Regions from separate parts of the Zea mays genome. Here region 1 is linked to region 2. The links are chromatin contacts, called in public Hi-C maps. All regions are on one chromosome and are shown on one strand. Each heading gives the region's core, a stretch centred on a gene start, on an enhancer-like site or on the middle of the called end of the contact. The rest is flanking DNA. Distances are from core to core; before and after follow the strand shown.

Region 1 (6,751 bases), core at 1,463-3,962, 190 kb before region 2:
AGAAAGGGCGCGGAAAGCTGGAGTTCACGAGAATAGGCCAAGGCGGAAAAAGAAACTTAATACAAAGTATCATGGGCCAACTTGAGCCATGTAATAGACATAATAAGGGTGTGTTTGGTTAGATGTATATAGAGAGATGGAATATGGTGACCACTGTTTCAATAGTGTTTTAATGAGAGTCACGCAGGGACGATGTAAACTCTAAAGTAGTTTTTAGTGACGACGTGATCTAAAAAATCGAAAGATGTTGATCCAACTCATTTCATTTTAACCTCAAACCAAACACACGCTAACATCTCTAGGTGGACCTGGGCTGTACTAGGCAGCAACGTTTCCATACAAGGGGCATTACGATACGGGAGGAAGATAACAAAGAACAGAAAGCTGATTCCGTCACATACTATCTCTCTTCTCTGCATCTCGTTCGCCTTCTTCGTCTCCAATCCTCTTCCTCTCTACCCAGTACCCACTACGCTAACATTGCGGTACCTCCACCACTCGGAACTTGCGCACCTCATCGCGTCCTCCCCCTCCCCGGAGCGCGCGCTCGACCTCTTCAACGCGGCCTCCTCCCAGCGCGGCTTCTCCCAGACGCCGGCCATCTTCTCGGCGCTCCTCGTCCGCCTCGCGCGCCGCCGCCTCCGAGCCCTGCCGGTTCCTGGAGCTGCAGTTGCTTCCGCTCGTCCGCCGCCTCCCGCCCGACCACGCGCTCGCCCTCCTCCGCTTGCTGCCGCGCTGATTCGTACGAGTGACGACTGACGAGCCGCGTGTCACACAAGGCGCAGTCTGCCTCGACCGACCGCCTCGTCTCCTCCGCGGCTGCTGCCACGGTGCCCTCGACAGGCTCCAAGAACACAGGCGAGATGCGTCTACAACATCCTCATCAGGCACTGTGCCAAAAACGGCGAGTTGGAGCCCGTCTTCAAAGTGCTCGACGAAATGCGCGAGGACACCCGCCGAGCCTGGTCACATATTAAACACTGATCGGTGGGCTCTGCCGTGGGGGGTAAGATAATGGAAGGCTTTGAGCTTATTGGAGGAGATTATCGCCAAGGACCGCATTTGTCCCTGATCAGCTGCTGTACAATGTGATCATCGGTGGGTTCTGTAGACTCCGGCAGGTGGATAAGTCTCGCACAATCTTTGGAATTTTGAGGAAGAACGAATGTGAGCTCAGTGCCTTCAATTATGTCGCGCTGGTTAATGGGCACTAGCAGACATTGAGGCAGCGAGGTCGGTGTTTCAGGAGATGAGGAATGCTGGTGTGGTGCTAGATGCTGTGAGCTACACTACACTGCGCTGATCGGCTGCCTCTGCAGGCATGGAAGTGTGGATGGGGGCATGAATCTTGTTTTGGAGATGAAGAAGGGGTGTAGAGCTGATGCCGTCACATGGACGGATAGTGGAAGCGATGGACCTGCTTGAGAGTTGTCATTGTAGAGGTAGTGCAGGATGACGGAGAGCGTGCCTAGGCTTTGGCAAACAGACTTCAGAATCAGCTGGGTCCGGTGACCTTCAGCAGAACCATTTCTGCTAAAAAAAAGTTTGGCTGAAACCCGCAACCATTTTCAGGGAGTCCTCTCTAGCGACTTGTATTTGTAGGAAGTGTGCCTGACTTCTTTTGACAGTTTCTATTTTCCGAGAGGAAATTAATTTATTTTCTCCTAGGAAAATAAAAATCTCTTGAAAAAATGGAGTTGTGAAATTACTAGCTCTTAACGAGTAACGACACTTGAGACTTCAGAAACAAAGACTCACTAATTTATTGAACCAACCTTTTCATCCATAAACACTGGTGTATCAGACAGCACGAATCATACGTCAACACACTGAGTAAATCCACACCGACTGATAGTAATAATAACTTACAAGCAGGGCGCAACAATTGGACAGGAGGAATGATCTGACTGAGAAGGCGGCATGCAGAGATCGAACAAAGACAGGACGAGATCGAGGCCACACGTACGCGCACCGACATCGGCGTCCGGCGGCGTGTCAGTCAGTCGTCGCGGCAGGCAGAGCTCTTGGGCTTGACGACGAACTTCATCTGGCCCATGGTGCAGTGGATGCCGCCGCGCTCGCCGCACACGAAGTAGTGCTGCTTGCGCTTCCGGAGCACGAACTCGAAGCCGGAGCCGGCGCCCTGCGTGACGCTGGCCACCAGCTTGGCCGCCTTGAGGTTGCACGACTGGTAGTCCGCGGCGGTGCGCATCAGGTACACGCTGTGCGCGTGCACCGTCGCGTTCGGCGGGTCGTACATGAACACTGCATATGTATATGTGTGTGTGTGTGTTCAGTTCATAGCATACCACAATAAACTTATTACACAGCAGGGGAAGAACGTTGGTGCTCTCAAACTCACCAAGGGTGTCGTTCTGGAAGAAGGGCCCCTTCCTGATGACCCAGTCCGTGTAGTTGTACCCCCACGTCCACCGCGCCGCGTCGCCGACGACGAACCGCTCCGCTCGGGACGGCTCGGCGGCGAGCACCAGCAGCAGCGCGACGGCGGCGGCGGCGGCGGCCACGGATACGAGCGCCGCGCTGCTCCTCCTCGCCTCCATCGATCTAAGCTATCTCTCTCTCGACCGTACGGTAGTCGGTAGCTGCCTCTCTATATGTCACACAGGCAGTTATTAGCTGCTACGCGTGTGCATGCACTTGCTAGCCGGCCCTATTGGATCGTCGGACGCTTCGTCGTTCGGTTGTGTTTGTGGCGGGCAATGGCATGGGACGGTGTATATATATATATAGCCTGCATCAGGCTCAGGTGGCCGGGCTGCTGGACTTGCTTGATCACCAGTCAGGAGGACGCGCGCGTAATGATGTCGCAAAGTTGACCGCTCCTCCATGGCAGGAGAGAGCTCGCTGGAAGAAGAAAAAAGGGGTGACGTGCCGGGCCAAGTCGTTGGCTCCGGATCACACGATCGATCGGCCGGCGACGACGACGACGTAGTTTTCGGTTAAAGCGACACCCACTTGCATTGGCGTGAAAACACAAGGCTGGCCATTGCTTGCATTGGTGCGCCATTAGCGCGATCAGCGTGCTTAGTGGCGGTGTTCGCTGGGCCGCGCGGCCGGGGGTTGGTGGGAGGTGGAATTCCGCACATCATCTACTAGCTAATAAGCTAGCTACTCTCCTACTCCAGATATACTCTACGCTGTTGCGCCCTACGCTTAATTTGCCGTCGCCTTTTCGACGTTATGCCGCCGCGCGGAAGGGTGCGCGTGTTTTGTGTTATTTTCCCTTGGGTGCGGGGTGCGACATGATTAGGCCGGCCGCTAGCCGATCAGTCGCATGTAATTAACTGGAAGCAACATAGGTTACCTGTATAATCGTCGTCGATCGTCCCGATGCATGCATGCTTCATGATCACGTCATGCTGAGAGTGCTAGCTACCTTCTTAATTTCAGTAATTAGCTTTTGTGTGGATTGTGGATCACGACCGACCGACCACCGTCCGTCAGACGCTCAGGTCAGCTTGTGGCAATACGGCGGTCAATAACTATTCGTCGACGACGACGACGTCCTCGGCACGGGATCCGACCGACCATTTTGTTCGCGCCCGCGCTAGCTTGTTGGAGTTGGAGTGCGCTGTACTGTACTGTACCCGAAAATCGCTTACCTTTGAAACTAACTTCAGTGTGCTCTCTCTCTATAGAAATGTTTTTAGCTTAGCTTTGGCCTTTGGGATGCAGACACACGGCCACGGGTTTTGATTTGCCGGTCTCTGTAATATAATGCGTGCACGTTCCAACAATCACAGCGTAGTACGTTATTGAGCGGGATCACACGGGGTGGGGGGCTTGCTTGCTTTGCTTCCAGCAGCGTTGCCGCCAAGAACTGCCGGAAGAACAGCGCGCGCGCGCTCACTCACTCTCAGCGTCACGCCGGCGTCACCCCTCCTGTGTCTAGCCCCTCTCTCTCTCCGCGTCTGTACTCCGCAGCGCGTGGTGTGGTACCCGGAAAGCGTACGGCACCATGATCGTCGAGTGAGCTGTTGTATTCGAGTGTTCTTCCATCGTTTCACATGCGAGAGGTCAGGGTCAGCTGCTTACACTACACTACTACAGACTGCGTGTACCACCCACGCGCGTGAAACTGCACTGCACATGCGCTTCTACGCGCTGTGTTATAGCTAGTTCGCGTCGCGTACGTACGTGAATACGTGATGTCGTCGTCGTCGTCCACATGTACAAGCGTTTCGGTGGTGCGCGCAGTACGTGGCTTGCAAGACAATGCAAGCAGGGGCTACAATGTGCGGAGCTCAATCATCGATCTCGTAGCGTGCCCATCATGACTCCATTAACAACACACTGTTTCGGCACTTAATTTGTGTTTACTTGCTTGTGGTAATGCATGGTGCATGTCTAGCGTCGTATATATATCACTACCGGAATCGACCGCTTTGCCAAGTGCCTGCCTGAAAAACACTCGGTAAAGGCTTTGCCGGGTGTCGCACTCAGCAATGAGGGTTCGGCGAACAGTACATCGGCAAAGTCTTCTTTGCCGAGTAATTTTTTTCGACACTCGGCACAGACTTTGCCGAGTGCCAAGCAGTACTCGGCAAAGAAAAGTCGCTGTCACGGCGCCGGGGTGACAGAGACGGCGTCTTTGCCGAGTGTATTAGGAGACACTCGGCAAAGAAGTTACCTTTGCCGAGTGTGCTGGCCCTGGCACTCGGCAAAGGATCCGTCAGCGGGTCCCTTTGTCGGCTTCTTTGCGGAGTGCTCTCTGTGGCACTCGGCAAAGCGTGTCTCTTTGCCGAGTGCCAGGGCCAGCACACTCGGCAAAGAAACTATACCGGTGCCCACGTATTGGTACTGTCGGCGTTTCGACCTCGGGGGGTCCCTGGACCGACGAGTAAATTGTCGTTGCGTGTCCCAGCCCAGATGGGTCGGCGCGAGATGGAACACAAGGGGGAACAAAAGAGGGAACCGCGGCTCATGTTATCCTGCACCCAGGGCGGATGCGCTTGCATTAGGGGATTACAAGCGTTCGCGAGAGAGAGAGAGAGAGAGAGAGAGCGAGAGTCTGTCCATCAGCCCGTTCTCCCGCGCGGCCACCACCTGTACGAGGGCCCTGGACCTTCCTTTTATAGACGTAAGGAGAAGGCCCAGGTGTACAATGGGGAGTGTAGCAATGTGCTAACGTGTCTAGCAGAGAGGAGCCAGAGCCCTATGTACATGCCGACGTGGCTGTTGGAGAGGTGTTGGTGCCCTGTTCATGTGATGTCGTGGCCATCGGAGGAGCGCTTGAGCCCTGTAGAAGCACAGCTGTCGGGGCTGTCGGGTCCTTGCTGACGTCTCCTTGCTTCCGTAAGGGGCTGAGAACCGCCGTCGTCATGGAGCACGCGGGGTGCCATCATTACTTGTTTACCGGGGCGAGCCAGATGGGACGCCGGTCTTGTTCCCCGTAGCCTGAGCTAGCTAGGGGTAGGGTAATGATGTACCCCCCTGCGGCGTGGTCGGTCCGAGCCCGAGGTCGGGCGAGGCGGTGAGTCCTCCGAGGTCGAGGCTGAGTCCGAGCCCTGGGGTCGGGCGAGGCGGAGACCGTCTTCCGAGGTTGAGGTTGAGTCCGAGCCCTAGGGTCGGGCGAGGCGGAGACCGTCTTCCGAGGTCGAGGTTGAGTCCGAGCCCTGGGGTCAGGCGAGGCGGAGTCCGTCGTCCGAGGTCGAGGTTGAGTCCGAGCCCTGGGGTCGGGCGAGGCGGAGTCCGTCGTTCGAGGTCGAGGTTGAGTCCGAGCCCTGGGTCGGGCGAGGCGGAGTCCGTCGTCCGAGGTCGAGGCGGGGGCCGAGCCCTAGGGTCGGGCGAGGCGGAGCTTCCTATGGCGCCTGAGGCTGGACTTGCCTGCTGTCAGCCTCACCCTGGCGGGTGGCACAACAGTCGGAGCAGGGCAGGCGGCGCTGTTTTCCTGTCAGGTCAGTCAGTGGAGGGGCGAAATGACTGTGGTCACTTCGGCCCTGTCGACTGAGGAACGCGCGTCAGGATAAGGTGTCAGGCGATCCTTGCATTGAATGCTCCTGCGATACGGTCGGTTGGTGAGGCGATCTGGCCAAGGTTGCTTCTCCGCGAAGCCTGCCCGAGCTGGGCCTCGGGCGAGTCAGAGGTGCGCCCGTTGCTTGAGGAGACCCTCGGGCGAGACGTGAATCCACCTGGGTCTGCTGTTCTTGCCCGAGGCTGGGCTCGGATGAGGCGAGATCGTGTCTCTTGAGTGGATGGAGCCTTGACCTAAATCGCGCCCATCAGGCCTTTGCAGCTTTGTGCTGATGGTGGTTACCAGCCGAGTTTAGGAGTCTTGGGGGTACCCCTAATTATGGTCCCCGACAGGTACTTTGTCGAGTGCTATGACCTGACACTCGACAAAGACCCTCTTTGCCAAGTGTAACACTCGACAAAGTGACCAGTATACATCTTTTTTATTTGTTTTTATATTTGAAAGTCGCCTAGAGGGGGGGGGGGGGGTGAATAGGGCGAAACTGAAATTTACAAAGTTAATCACAACTACAAGCCGGGTTAGCGTTAGAAATATAAACGAGTCCATGAGAGAGGGTGCAAAACAAATCGCAAGCGAACAAAGAGTGTGACACACGGATTTGTTTTACCGAGGTTCGGTTCTCGCAAACCTACTCCCCGTTGAAGAGGCCACAAAGGCTGGGTCTTTTTCAACCCCTTCCCTCTCTCAAACGGTCCCTCGGACCGAGTGAGCTTTCTCTTCTCAAATCAACCAGGAACAAAACTTCCCCGCAAGGAC
Region 2 (6,212 bases), core at 1,262-3,761:
AAACGTGCTCTCTAATAATGAGACCATACAAATCGTGATATATATCAAAGTCTGCATGATACTGATGGTTGCAATGTAGTGGTGAAACAGATAGATTATAAATAACAAAATTTATGTATGGCCAGAATCACAAATTGATTATGAAACATTTTCTCAATAACGGTATAACACATATTTTGTATATAAGTTATCGTAGTATACTGGTATTATATATTCCCGTTGCAACGCACGGGCATTCAGCTATCATGTATAGAAGTCTGCACGGTACTGTTGGTTGCAATGTAGTGATGAAATAGTTAGATTGAAATAACAAAATTTATGTATGGCTAGGATCACAAATTAATTACGAAACATTTTCACATAACAGTATAACACACATTTGTTCATAAGTTATCATGATATTAAATGTTTCCGTTGCAACGCACGAGCACCCACCTATATGTGTTTATGTCTACATCTATGACAGGAAACACATCTACTATATCTCTCTCCAAGCTCACTTGCTACCATTGCACAATGCGTAGTAGTAGATAAGTATCACCGATATTCTTGAATTATATTTTTGGATGGAGGTAATATTATTTAAAGAAGAGCTTTGCATGCTATTTCTTTTGTTTGAATAATGCATTATACTTAAATTCCCTTTTTTGCATGTGTGAAATTTTTTCTTCGTAATATTTTTTTCCATGGATCAGACTTGTGAGTCATTTTCATAAACCAACGCCAAGCATGAATCCATGTTTCCTACTTCAAACCCCGAACAAACTCCATGAGCAGGAGGCATTCGTGTTGTCGTCGCTCATCGATGACGAGAAGAAGCTTGGCGACTGTCGGTTCGACCTCTAAAAGCAGTCTTACGTGGTCGCATGCGCCGCTGTGTACGACAAGCTCCCGCGAAGCCGCCGTTTGGACGCGGTCCAGAGCAGCTGCACCGCGCTGTCCATCGTTAAGCAGGGGGGCCTCATGGTTGTCGCCAACGTCGACGACTCTCGGGTTGTTCTGGACACCGCATTCGACGACGACGCCATCACGCCGTCCAGCTCATCGTCCACCTGAAGCCCAACCTGCCACGTAAGTCGCTACTAACCGGACATGAATTCTTGTGCGCTGGGACGATGGACGTTGCTGACGTTGTGTGAGTGTCCTCGAACATGATGTATGTAGTGGAATAGCGCATTCGGTGGTGCAACGGTCAGGGGTACTACCTCGCTGATGAGCCCGGGGTGCACTTCGTTTGGCAGCCCAACCAAGAGTCATCGGTACTCGTCATGTCGCGTGCGTTCGACGACTACTATATCGAGGATTGTGGCGTCATCTTGGCGCCGGAGGTGATACAGAGGAGGATCGACAACAGTGACCAGTTCGTCATCCTCGCCACCGTCAGGGTAGCTTTTGTGCCGGCCTGCCTTTAATTCTCTTCGCAAACACATACACACTTACCTTTTTGTTTAAGCAAGAGCATATGGTGGTGCGTGTCTGATGACTAACGATGTACGAGGGAATTTTTCCGGCATGTGTGGAACGTGCTCGTGCTCTCCAATGATGAGACCATACAAATCGTGGCATATATCGAAGTCTGCATGATACTGATGGTTGCAATGTAGCGGTGAAATAACTAGATTAAAATAACAAAACTTATGTATGGCTAGGATCACAAATTGATTATGAAACATTTTCTCATAACAATATAACACAGATTTTGTATATAAGTTATCGTAGTATACTGGTATTATATATTCCCGTTGCAACACACGGGCATCCAGCTAGTATGACATTAAAGGTAGTACAACAGTGGTGGCATGACCCGAATGAGCACCAACCCGCCCACCTCTAGAACCTCATCATATTATGGGCCTGTTTGGTTCAGCTTTTTTCTGACCAGCTTTTTTTAAAATCTGGCTGTGAGAAGAATCTGACTGTGAGAAGAATCTAAGTATCATTACGATTACGTGTGGAGGAAGATAAAATTGTTTTATAGGGCTCAGGATCTAGAAAGTGACGGATTTCTACTATTACAACGACTCAGCCGATTATGTGTTTATGTTGATTTTAGATGGTTTTTGCTCCAACAAATTTTATAGAAGCTGGCTAAAAAGCTAAGCGTTTGTCAGTTCACAACAACTTTTAGTGGTCAGAAGCTGCTAGAAGCCGAAACAAATAGGGTCTATATTTGTTGATTCTGGAACCATATGGTAGAACAAAGATGTATTAGGTTCCACTAGCTAAAGTTTAGATTATATCACACCAAATCTTTAAATATTAATTGTGAGTATTAAATATAGTTTAATTATAAAACTAATTATATATACGGATTTATTAAATCTAATTAAGTCTATATTTACTCTTTATTTATAAAAACTTGGGCGAAATAATACTCCAATGGAGACGTGAGCCAAGTCCGAAGCAAACCGGATCGCAGTTGCCCGTTGTAATTGTAGCGCCGCGTGCCAGCTGCGACTTTGTTGCAACAAGGAACTGAAACGGGTTTGACCCCCACCACACCACTGGCCACTAGTTGCCAACCCCACGCACGTTCTGCGACGAGCTACCCCATTTCCCCACCCCCAGCACCCCACTCCCCGCTTCCATTTCCTTGGACCCCACCACCGCGCCTACATCCCTCAGAGCTCAGATGCAGCCGCCGGCGACCGAGATGCACCCGGCCGCCGACGCCGCCACCTCCGCCGCCACCGCGCAGGCCGACACTACTGCTCGCGCCGCCGTCCCCGCATCCGATCCACCCCCGCCCCCGCCGGCGCCGGCGGCTGAGACGGTCGATCCGCCGCCCCCGCCGCCAGCGCCGGCGCCCAAGACGGTCACCTGGAGCGAGAAGCTCACGTCCGACTCGCCGACGCACGTGCACGCCGCCGCCGCGGCGGAGTCCAGCCAGTACGTGTCCCGTGGGCCCGCATCCTCGTCTAAGGGTAAAACCCACCGGCTAGCTCGACGCGTTGTGTCAGCTTTGCGGTTGTATTGCTCTTTTATCTAGAGGAGATTTCTTCGTTTCTGATTTCCACTATGTATGTATTGGCCCATTATCAGGCGCCGTGGAGGCGATGAGGGAGACGCTGTCAAGGTGGGGGAAGTCGTGGGGGGAGACCACCAAGCTGGTCGAGAGCCTCAGCCGCGACACGTGGCAACACTGTGAGATCTCAGCAGCCCTGCAAGCGATAGCAGGGTCTTCTCCTTTCCTTCTAAGAGTCCAATGTGCTCGTTTCTTTGCTTCATTCATTCCTTGAGCTGCACGGATTGGTAGGATGCAACCTTTCTAAGGATCAAAGGAAAGAATCGACATATATAAAGTTGCAAGCGTACTGTGCTAGACACCTTTTGAGAATTATGCTGAGGTCTGGTCTGGGGATTGTAGAGCTGGGGAAGCAGGATGCCCCAATAAAAGAAGCCAACATGAACATTTTGGTGTAGCTTTCCATATGCTTTATGCTTTGTTGGCTAAGTATCTTCATAAGTTTACTTTGTTTTAAAATAATTCTTTAAGCCTTGTTACCCAAAAACTTGTCCCAGTATAATATTAAGAGACTGAAGCATTGGTCCCGGCCGAATAAAATCTCCGAACCCTGGCCTCCCATCACTAACGGGCCGACATCAACCGTCTACTCTGCAACGGCCCAACCGGAGGGCACACCGAGGGGATTTTTTTAACCAAGCCCGAAAATTCGCCCCCGAGTATAATGGAACCCGGGACTTGGAGGTGCTACTCGAAAGCCTTAACCACTATGCTAGAGGCCCTTTTGCCAAACATCTTTGAACAGATCTAACAACAGTAAGATTATGACATTACCTTTTACGTATCAACTGATTAAGGCTTTTGGCTAAATACCTATTTTCATAAAACTTGTGATGACCAAGTTTCTTGCAGTCGACCGGTTAGAACTTTGAACTCTGGTAGTTGATTGAAGTCCCATCCAACCCAAGTTTGAAGCACAACACCTCTTAACACAGCCATGATGCAGTCCCGTGTTGTGATGTACTTCAATGAACTTATAAGATCAAACTTCAAATCATTGAAAAATTGCCTATAGTTGTAGATCATAGGCTATGTTATAGATCTTCCAAGAATTTGGCTATTGTTCCAAGTGAAGTGAGACATTGGCTGATAGTTGATAGCCAACCCGCAAGATCCTGTATTAACCTTCAAATCTAATTGAAGTCATGGGAAGTAAACCTAGGATCTATTTGATTCAATTATAGATTCCTAAAAATCCGATTCTAGCTATGAGCTAACGGTTATGGGAATGACGTGGCAACCTGACAGGAGGGACGCTGCCCTAGCCTCTTGAACGAGCCAATTCGACAGCGGGCCATTGTCGACGAGGGAGCGGTACGCTGTACCGCGGGGGTTGGGGGCCCTACGTTCGCAACGCTAGGCTGAAGCGTCGTGGTTGTAGTCACGCCTACTCCAACGCATGTATGGCACCCTACATGAGCAACATGCACAATGGCAGCAACAACTAAACCGCTAGGTGTTGCGCCATTGTCTTCCATGGGTATAGTCTCGCTGTCATTGAATATCAAAATAGGGGCTGGGGAGGTGCTGAAGGTGGTAACATCAGATGGGCACGAACAACTATTGTTTTCAGATCGCCTGATCAATCCCACTGGGCGATTAGGCGTCAATATATATATATATATATATATATATATATATATATATATATATATATATATATATATATATATATATATATATATATGTATATAGTATTTAGAGCTCTGGGCTCTATTTAACTACAGGAAACCCTGACCAGGTATGCAGACCGCACGAACCCTTTTTGGCTTATTGTACCTATCTGTGCTTACGCTAAATTATAATACAAGTTATGCTGATGTGTGTATCAGTTTATGCAAATATAGTCTGCGCATATTACGTGAATCGGGCCCACGATCCTGCCCACGCGCTCACAATTATCCAGTCCCACGCCGTCACTATAAAAACACCCACACGCCGCCAGGGATTAGGTTTTAGCGGCGGCGGCGATTCCCTCGGGCGTGCGAGTAGGCGCCCGTGAGCAGGAGAGCCCCGGCCGTCGCGGCGCTCTCCAGCCGGCGGATTGGCGGTCGTGGAGGGGGCGCGAGGAGGAGCCTCAGCGTCTGCGGCGGTACAGCTTCAGGAGACACCGGTCGGGCGCGGCGGAGTGGGCGGCGGCGGTGCTGTTCATGGTGCTGGCGGTCGTGGTGCTGCTGGGCGCCGTAGCCGTCCTTGTGGTGGTGCTGTTGCTGCAGCCCCGTGTGCCGTACGTGGCGGTGCTCCGCGCCTACCCGTTCCGCGTGCCCGCCAGGGGCGTCCTCCCGCTGGCGTACGTGGCGCGCGCGCAGGGCGCCCCGCTGGGCGACGCCGGCAGCGCCGCCATGGAGGCCGCGCTCCGCAACGGCGTGGTGCCGTTCCGGGTGGATGGGGAGGCCCAGACGCGATGGAAGGTCGCGGGGATCGTCGGCGTCGACCAGTGGACGCGCCTGGCGTGCCAGCTTCGCTTCTTCTGGTCCAACGACACCGTGCTCCCCTTCAGATGCATCTCCAAGTCCAAGTTCTTGTTCTTCTGACCGCCGTGCCCTCTGTATTGTCTAGTGGCTACTCTTCTGACCTCAGTTCCATGGCCGGGCGTGAGCGTGACGGATCAAGATTCAGGAACAACAAATGGCTTCATCGTTTTCTTTCTTGTCTTGGGTTCGTTCAGTTATTAATTCACCCCCATGTCGCATGTATAGGTCGGCAAAAAAAAAGATTTTGTCTTGGGTTCTTTTTTATTGCATTTTACGCTTCCACTAAAAAGCAAGTGCCACATTCGTCGTTTTAAAACAGATCATTGATTTACGCTAAAATTCGTATCCATTTACGCTGTTTCGGATCACGTCTTACGCTTAAATCCACCTGACCTAGAACCCGAGCACGATCGGAGCGCAATTTTGACGTCGTAATTTAGGCCACATTCGTTGTTACGAAATAGATTGATGATGTACGATAAAATTTGTACCCATTTACGCTGTTTGGTTCACGTTTTACGCTGAAATTTGACCAAGCCAAAATCCGTGCACGATCGAACGTGATCAATCTACGCTGTTTTAGCTAATATAAGATTTACGCTAAATTTCGTATTCATTTATGATGTTTTAGCTCACGTTTTACGCCGGAATCTGCCCTAGCCAGAGCCGCGCACGATTGGGTGCACGCGATTTTTACGCCGTAATTTTGGGCT

Evidence for each region. A called contact is a pair of places that touch in the nucleus more often than the background predicts.
Region 1: a Hi-C map of tassel shows a contact between it and region 2, with 4 times the contacts expected there. The contact joins the promoter of LOC100284215 here to the promoter of LOC100284278 in region 2. A contact is called at or near these places in 6 of 25 Hi-C or Micro-C datasets (bundle sheath, ear, leaf and 1 more).

The regions. Positions count from the first base shown.
Region 1 is chr9:8,350,568-8,357,318 of Zm-B73-REFERENCE-NAM-5.0, reverse strand. LOC100284215 reads right to left here and starts at 2,712. Exons shown (of 2, transcript NM_001371981.1): 1 at 2,363-2,712; 2 at 1,762-2,265. The coding sequence starts at 2,561. The coding sequence ends at 2,000.
Region 2 is chr9:8,162,125-8,168,336 of Zm-B73-REFERENCE-NAM-5.0, reverse strand. LOC100284278 reads left to right here and starts at 2,511. Exons shown (of 4, transcript NM_001157173.2): 1 at 2,511-2,924; 2 at 3,043-3,144. The coding sequence starts at 2,633.